Linked DNA regions of Macaca mulatta: region 1 is linked to region 2. A link is a contact called in public Hi-C data. All regions are on one chromosome and are shown on one strand. The core of a region is the stretch at or near the end of the contact, and the rest is flanking DNA. Distances in the headings are between cores, read along the strand shown.

The links. Hi-C and Micro-C count contacts between places; a contact is called where the count stands out from the background.
Region 1: a contact with region 2 is called in a Hi-C map of fetal cortex germinal zone, with 2.6 times the contacts expected there. The contact joins the promoter of PPP1R15B here to the promoter of SNRPE in region 2. A contact is called at or near these places in 2 of 14 Hi-C or Micro-C datasets (fetal cortex germinal zone and fetal cortical plate).

What each region holds. Positions count from the first base shown.
Region 1 is chr1:62,156,220-62,159,363 of T2T-MMU8v2.0, forward strand. It overlaps PPP1R15B (protein phosphatase 1 regulatory subunit 15B), which reads right to left and starts at 1,763. Exons shown (of 3, transcript XR_003732169.2): 1 at 33-1,763. It overlaps LOC106994037 (a long non-coding RNA gene), which reads left to right and starts at 785. Exons shown (of 3, transcript XR_003732170.2): 1 at 785-1,726. LOC144341262 (a long non-coding RNA gene) reads left to right here and starts at 2,013. Exons shown (of 2, transcript XR_013418140.1): 1 at 2,013-2,519.
Region 2 is chr1:61,597,449-61,600,516 of T2T-MMU8v2.0, forward strand. SNRPE (small nuclear ribonucleoprotein polypeptide E) reads left to right here and starts at 1,407. Exons shown (of 5, transcript NM_001266775.1): 1 at 1,407-1,502; 2 at 1,987-2,013. The coding sequence starts at 1,449.

The DNA of each region.
Region 1 (3,144 bases), core at 513-3,012, 560 kb after region 2:
ATCATCCTCAGCTTCCTCATCCCAATCCTCACCTTCTGGATCAGAACTTGTTTCCAGGTCACTGGATGCACCTCCCAAAATATAATCTATCAGTTTGTTACTACAAGCTGGTCTGGCAGAAATGGGAAGGTCATCTTTTAGGTATGAGTAATCTACTACACTTATTCGGCCCTCTCCAGGCTCCTTTTCCATAGGTATCTCACAAGATGGACAGCTCTCAGAAGGGCTCTGTTCTTCCAAAGCAAGTGGAACTTCTGCAGTTAATAATTCTATTTTTTCTTCAGTGGATTCCTGGGTGGTTCCAGGAATGTCTTCAGCAGCAGGAACAAACTGTGTTGGGTTATCTCTGCAGTGTTTCGGATCCATCCGGAGAAGGTTGTGTTCCTCCTCCAGGCTGTGGTAGCCATTATCCTGGTCAGGGGTGGGTAACTCTTGCCCCTTGCTAGCCTGCTGAAGGAATTCCAGTCGTTTCATGCGAAGATGGTGAATTTCTGGTAGGCCTTCTGTAGAAAGAGGTGGACATCCCTGCCACGAGGCCGGGGTGAGTTCTGCACTCAGCGGCTGGGGATGACAAGGGTCCTCTCTCAGGCAGCTGCTCTCTGCGGTTAGTGTCTGCAAGCCGACTAGCTCGCCATTTCCATCACTGTTCTGATAGCTGACTTCTAGCCTAGGAAAGCAGTCCAGGTAGGAGGGGCTCAGCAAATAGGATACCACATTAAAAGTGTCTATGCGTTGAATGTTTAGAGGCCCAGAGAGCGAAGAGCCAAGTTCCCGGTCAGAGTACAGACGGGATTGAAGGCTACAGGGCAACAGCTCCACTCCCCCTAGCTGCTGCTCTAAGAGAAAAGCGTGTGCTGCAGGGTCCAAAGCACTTCCCTTGGCCTTAAGCTCCAATTCTAAGTCTGGGGGCGAACACTGCCAGTGGATCCCCTCCTCTAGCCAATTAAGGGGACTGGTGGCCGAGGAGTCTGAGGAGTCGAGCTTCAGCGAACTCAAAGATTTCTGCGCTGTGGAGGCGGCTGGTTTCTCCCGTCTCTTCAGGGATCTGTAGACTCCAGCAAAATTTAGCCATCTGGTCGGAAACATTCCACCGAAAAGTTGGCTCCAAATTAGCACCTTCTGAAGCAATCCGGGGAGCGGCGCAAGGAGCTGGGAGAGCAGCTTCGTCCAGTAGCTGACCCGAGTCTCGGGCTGGGCGGAGGAAAGCAGTGTGGGGTCCCCGAAGTTTTCCGGCGCAAGAGGCGTCGGGAACTTAGAAGAGCCTGCTTGCGATCGCCGAGGGAAAAAGGGTGGCCAGAACCGGAAGCCCGCCCGAGGGCCAGGCCGTTTCCGCGATCCGCCTGTCTCAGGCTCCATCTCCTTTTCCTTGGCAGTTTCTCGGGTAGGGCCGCGGCGCTCAGCGGCTGGAGGTCGGACGGGATTCGGAGGAAACCTACAGAGTCTCGGCCTTGCCCAGCGGTGGCGTCGGTGCTCCAGGCCGATCTCCGAGCCAGCAGAAAAGCCACAGAGGGCAGCGGATGCGGCAGCGGGCGGCAGAACACAGGGAGAAACACCCCGCGCAATACGCGGCAGCTGATGCGACTTCCATCCTGGAGGGAAAGGACGTTCCCTAGTCGGCTCGACGCTTCAATACCATCGATAGGAGCCTGCCCACGGCCTCGGCGGTGGTTTTCTGAGTGACAGAAGGTTGAAGAACCCCTGAGCAACGCGACACCGGAAGGACTAGGTAGGTTGACTGGTGCGGTGGAAGCGAAGCCCAAAATGGCCGCAGGGCCCGCGCGCCGGCAGGACACCCCCCAGCCGCCGGAAGAGACGCAGGACTGCTGGGCGTCTACGCCACTAGCGCCGCGCCGCCCAACGTCTCTCGCAAAGCCCTGGGGGGGTGGGGCTTTCCGCCCACTTCCGTGTGGCCGCCGATTGGTCGCGCCTGGTTTCCCTGTCGGCTTCCTTACTCGAGGTAGAGCCGCACGGTAGCGGGAGGTTGCATCAGCCGGCGGGATGCACGCATGCGCAGTTGTTTCTGTGTGGTCTCTTAGGCGACCGCCCCAACAGCCCTCTAGGCTAAAGGGCTTGGGTAGGAAAGGGGTTTTCAAGATAACCCGAGAATTTCCCGGAGGCGTTTTGATGGCCTAATACACACTAACGTGTGTACAGTCATCGCCTCGTATTAAATGGGGATTAGTTCCAGGACGCCGTAGACACCAGAATCCGCAGATTCTGGTCAAGTCCCTTATGTAAAATGGTGTAGTGTTTGCATATAACCTACGTACACCTTCCCAGATACTTTAAATCATCCCCTAGATTAAGTAAATTACCTAATACAATGAAAGTGCTATGGAACTAGTTGTTATGTTGTATTTATTTGTATTATGTTTTATTGTCTTTATTTTTCCCGAATATTTTCAATCCATGGAAAGTTGAATGCCCCGTGGGCCAATTATAGGGTTATCGTAGTCTTAAATTTGTATTGTTTGTTTGTTTGAGACAGGGTCTGGCTGTGTCGCCCAGGCTGGAATGCAGTGGTGCGATCTCGGCTCACTGCAGCCTCAACCTCCTGTGCTCCAGTGAGCCTCCCACCTCAGCCTCCTGAGGAGCTGGGATTACAAGCTCGCACCACCACGCCCAATTTTTTTTTTTTTTTTTTTTTTTTTTTTTTTTTTTTGAGACGGAGTCCCACTCTGTCGCCAGGCTGGAGTGCAGTGGCGCTATCTCCCCGGGTTCAAGCAATTCTGCCTCAGCCTCCCGAGTAGCTTGTACTACAGGTGCGTGCCACCACGCCCAGTAATTTTTTTGTATTTTTGGCAGAGACAGGGTTTCACGATGTTGGCTAGGATGGTCTCGATCTCCTGACCTTATGATCTGCCCACCTCAGCCCCCCAAAGTGCTGAGATTACAGGCGTGAGCCACTGCGCTCAGCCAATGTTTGCATATTTTTGTGGAGACAGGGTTTCGTTGTGTTGCCCACGTTGGTTTCAAACTCGGCTCAAGTTATCTGTCCGCCTGGGCCTCCTAAAATGCTGGGGTTACAGGCGTGAGCCACCGCGCCCAGCCTGACAGGTATTTCAGGGTTCTCGTATTGTTGAGTACTATGTAGACCATCAACCTGAGATCTTATGTAAAAGGTGGGCAGTGCTGCGTAAATAC
Region 2 (3,068 bases), core at 157-2,656:
ATGACCCACCTGCCTCGGCCTCCCAAAATGCTGGGATTACATGCATGAGCCTGGCCACTTCGTGTAGTTTAAAAATCACTTTCAATTCAAACCCTTTCTGAGGTTGTCATTACTATTATCCCCACTAAACAGAAGCCCTCAGAAAAGCTAATTTTGATTCTGCCATTTGCCCTAATCCGTGTTCCCTTAAGGCAAGTCCTTTCAAAAGTCTAAACTTCAGTTTCCTCTTCTATAACATGTGTATGCCAATTAAACGAACTCTCTGCCAGGCCACAAGCCATGACACAATGGAAAGGTAGTTGGGCTTTGGGGTCAGGCACAACTACGAATTCCAGCTCCTCCACTTAGTAGCTGTGTTATCCAGGGAAGGGCATGTTCTGACACTGGCTGACGCCTAACTGTGTGCACACATAGACAATTCTTTCATTGAATCTTCAACCCCCTGAGTAAAGTTAATCTTTAATCTCCGTTTTGAAAACTAAGCCAAGACACGGTGAGGCTGAGTAATTTATCCTTTGTCACCCAACTCTAAAAGAGCTGGATTTGCGCCCGGCATGTAGATTTCAGCGTCTTCATGGTAGATCGCCACCCTCAGTTGCCACCTGAACAGTAAACTCGCTCCACGAAGTGGCTGAGCTGAATCCGTAACTGGAGCGAACCAGCCGTCTGGCTTTGGAATGCAGACCGCCCCTGGCCGACTGCCAGAGGCGGGAGGCCTGAAGTTTGGGCTTCTTGCCGCCCTACCCTGTCCACCACAACGCTGTTATCAAGCCTAAACTTTTAGGAAAGGCACGAAATTAACTCACTTTACACACAGAGATACACAGTGGGACGATTTTGGCTTTTTAAGCTAACTCAGAAAATGGAGATACGGGCTGGGCGCAGTGTCTCACGCCTGTAATCCCAGCACTTTGGGAGGCCGAGGCGGGCGAATCTTGAGGTCAGGAGATCGAGACCATACTGGCCAACATGGTGAAACCCCGTCTCTACCAACAATACAAAAAATTAGTAGGACGTGGTGGCACGCGCCTGTAGTCCCAGCTACTCGGGAGGCTGAGGCAGGAGAATCGCTTGAACCCGGGAGGCGGAGGTTGCAGTAAGCTGAGATCGCGCCACTGCACTCTAGCCTGGGCGAGAGAGCGAGACTTCGCCTCAAAAAAAAAAAAAAGAAAAGAAAAGAAATTGGAGACATGGCAACCGAAGGCACCTCCTCCCGCCTGCCTCCAGGTGGCGCTATAGGACCGGTCCACCTTCCACAGCGCAGACGCCTCAGTTTGGCCTCCCTCGGAGGCCATGCAGCGGAGAAACATGACTTCGTGGCTAGAGGGGCATTTCCTAGGAGACGCCCATGTCGCCGCGTAACCTTCACATACTTCCGCTTCCGGTTCTTTATTCCGGAAATTGCTCTCAGAGGCAGCGTGAGGTTGTGCTCTTTGTGAAATTTCACCATGGCGTACCGTGGCCAGGGCCAGAAAGTGCAGAAGGTTATGGTGCAGCCCATCGTATCCTACGCAGGATGTCAGGACTGGGAGGTTCGGGCCAGAATACGGGGTGCGAAGGCGCAGACTGAGAGCAGGCCTGGGGTAGCGGAGTACGAATCCACATCCCATGAGCCCCCGGGGCGACCAAGACTGGAAGAAAGCGCGGGTAGTTGAAGAACCGTGATGGTGGGGAGGTGGTCTTGGGTGGACCCCTGCCGTGGGGGAATGCAGGAATGGAGGCGGCGAAAGGAGGGAAGAGAACTTTAGGTGCGGAGTGAAAACGGGAGTTAAAGGTTTCGGGAAACTCCAGGGGAATGAAAGTAGAAGGGATGTTCTTTAATCTTTAGAAGACCCCTAATGAATGCCCAGCTGGGCACTTTTTGTTTGCGTAAGCACCAGACCTCGCGTTCAGTATACCAAGGTGAGACGGGAACAGGGTCGTCCAGTTGTTTCAGGAAGCAGTCTATGCTGCTTTTGTATTTTTTCCTTAGCCACTGTGGTGCAGAACCTCATCTTCAGATACTTACAAAATGTACGTAAGTTGCTTGTTTCATAACTATTTTTTAAATAAGAGATGAACTGATTTAGTTTTTTGTGTTAACCTGAGTGATCGCTGTGTTCTAGAATTTAAAAATAGATGTAACTGGAGATTGAAGGGTAATCGAGGGGAAGGAGTACTGAGAAAGCACTAATGTGGTGAAGTGGTGTGTATCCATGCCACTTCCCAACATGCAAAGAATTGTATTATTACTTTGCAAGATCAAAAATACTTTTTAATTCCAAAAAGTATTATCAGCAGACTTGAGCATGGTATTTGGGCATCAGTAGTTTTGTTAGTAGTGATTATGCCTAGAACGTTGGAACCTCTCCCCTTTAAGATGAAACACATTGGAAGAAAAAACCAACTTAAACCATGTCAAGAGGTGGTGTGTTTAATATCTGTTGGAAAACTTAAAGACGGAAAAAGAAAGAAGGGGTAGCTTCAGAGGAATTTGGTGGCAGCTGCTTTCCTTTGGGGGGAACTTTAGCAACTTAAATTTTATAGTGTGACAGCACAACTGAAAAACATTAATTTCAGGTGATAATAATTTTTAACCACCTGAATTGAGGGCTCCTGTCCTGGTTGTTAGGTGTGTGACATGAGAAAGCTTTGTTTTGGAACTGGATTTTGCTGCAAGATATAAGCCCTTGGTCATTAGAAATTGCTGCTTTGTGCTATGCTGTCAAAAACTTTCACTCTTAAATAGATTGAAACCAGAAGCAGTAAGAAATGTTGAGTCCCAAGATCACAGGAAAATTATTAGGTTATATAGTTCCAATATAGAACTTATTAAATGAAAATTCTCTTTGAGATTATTATTACTGGTGAATAATTCTTAGATATGGGCTAATTAGTTAAAACTCTTGACTTACATTCATTACAGTTTTTTTTAGGAGCCATATTTCTCTTGTCGTTTGACCAAAATGGTTAGGTTTTGTGTACTTCAATTTTGGGAGGGGGGCGGGGGAGGGGGCAAGATCTTGCTTAATGTTGCACAGGCTAATCTTGAACACCTGGCCACAAAGCGAATTATTCTGCTTTGGCAT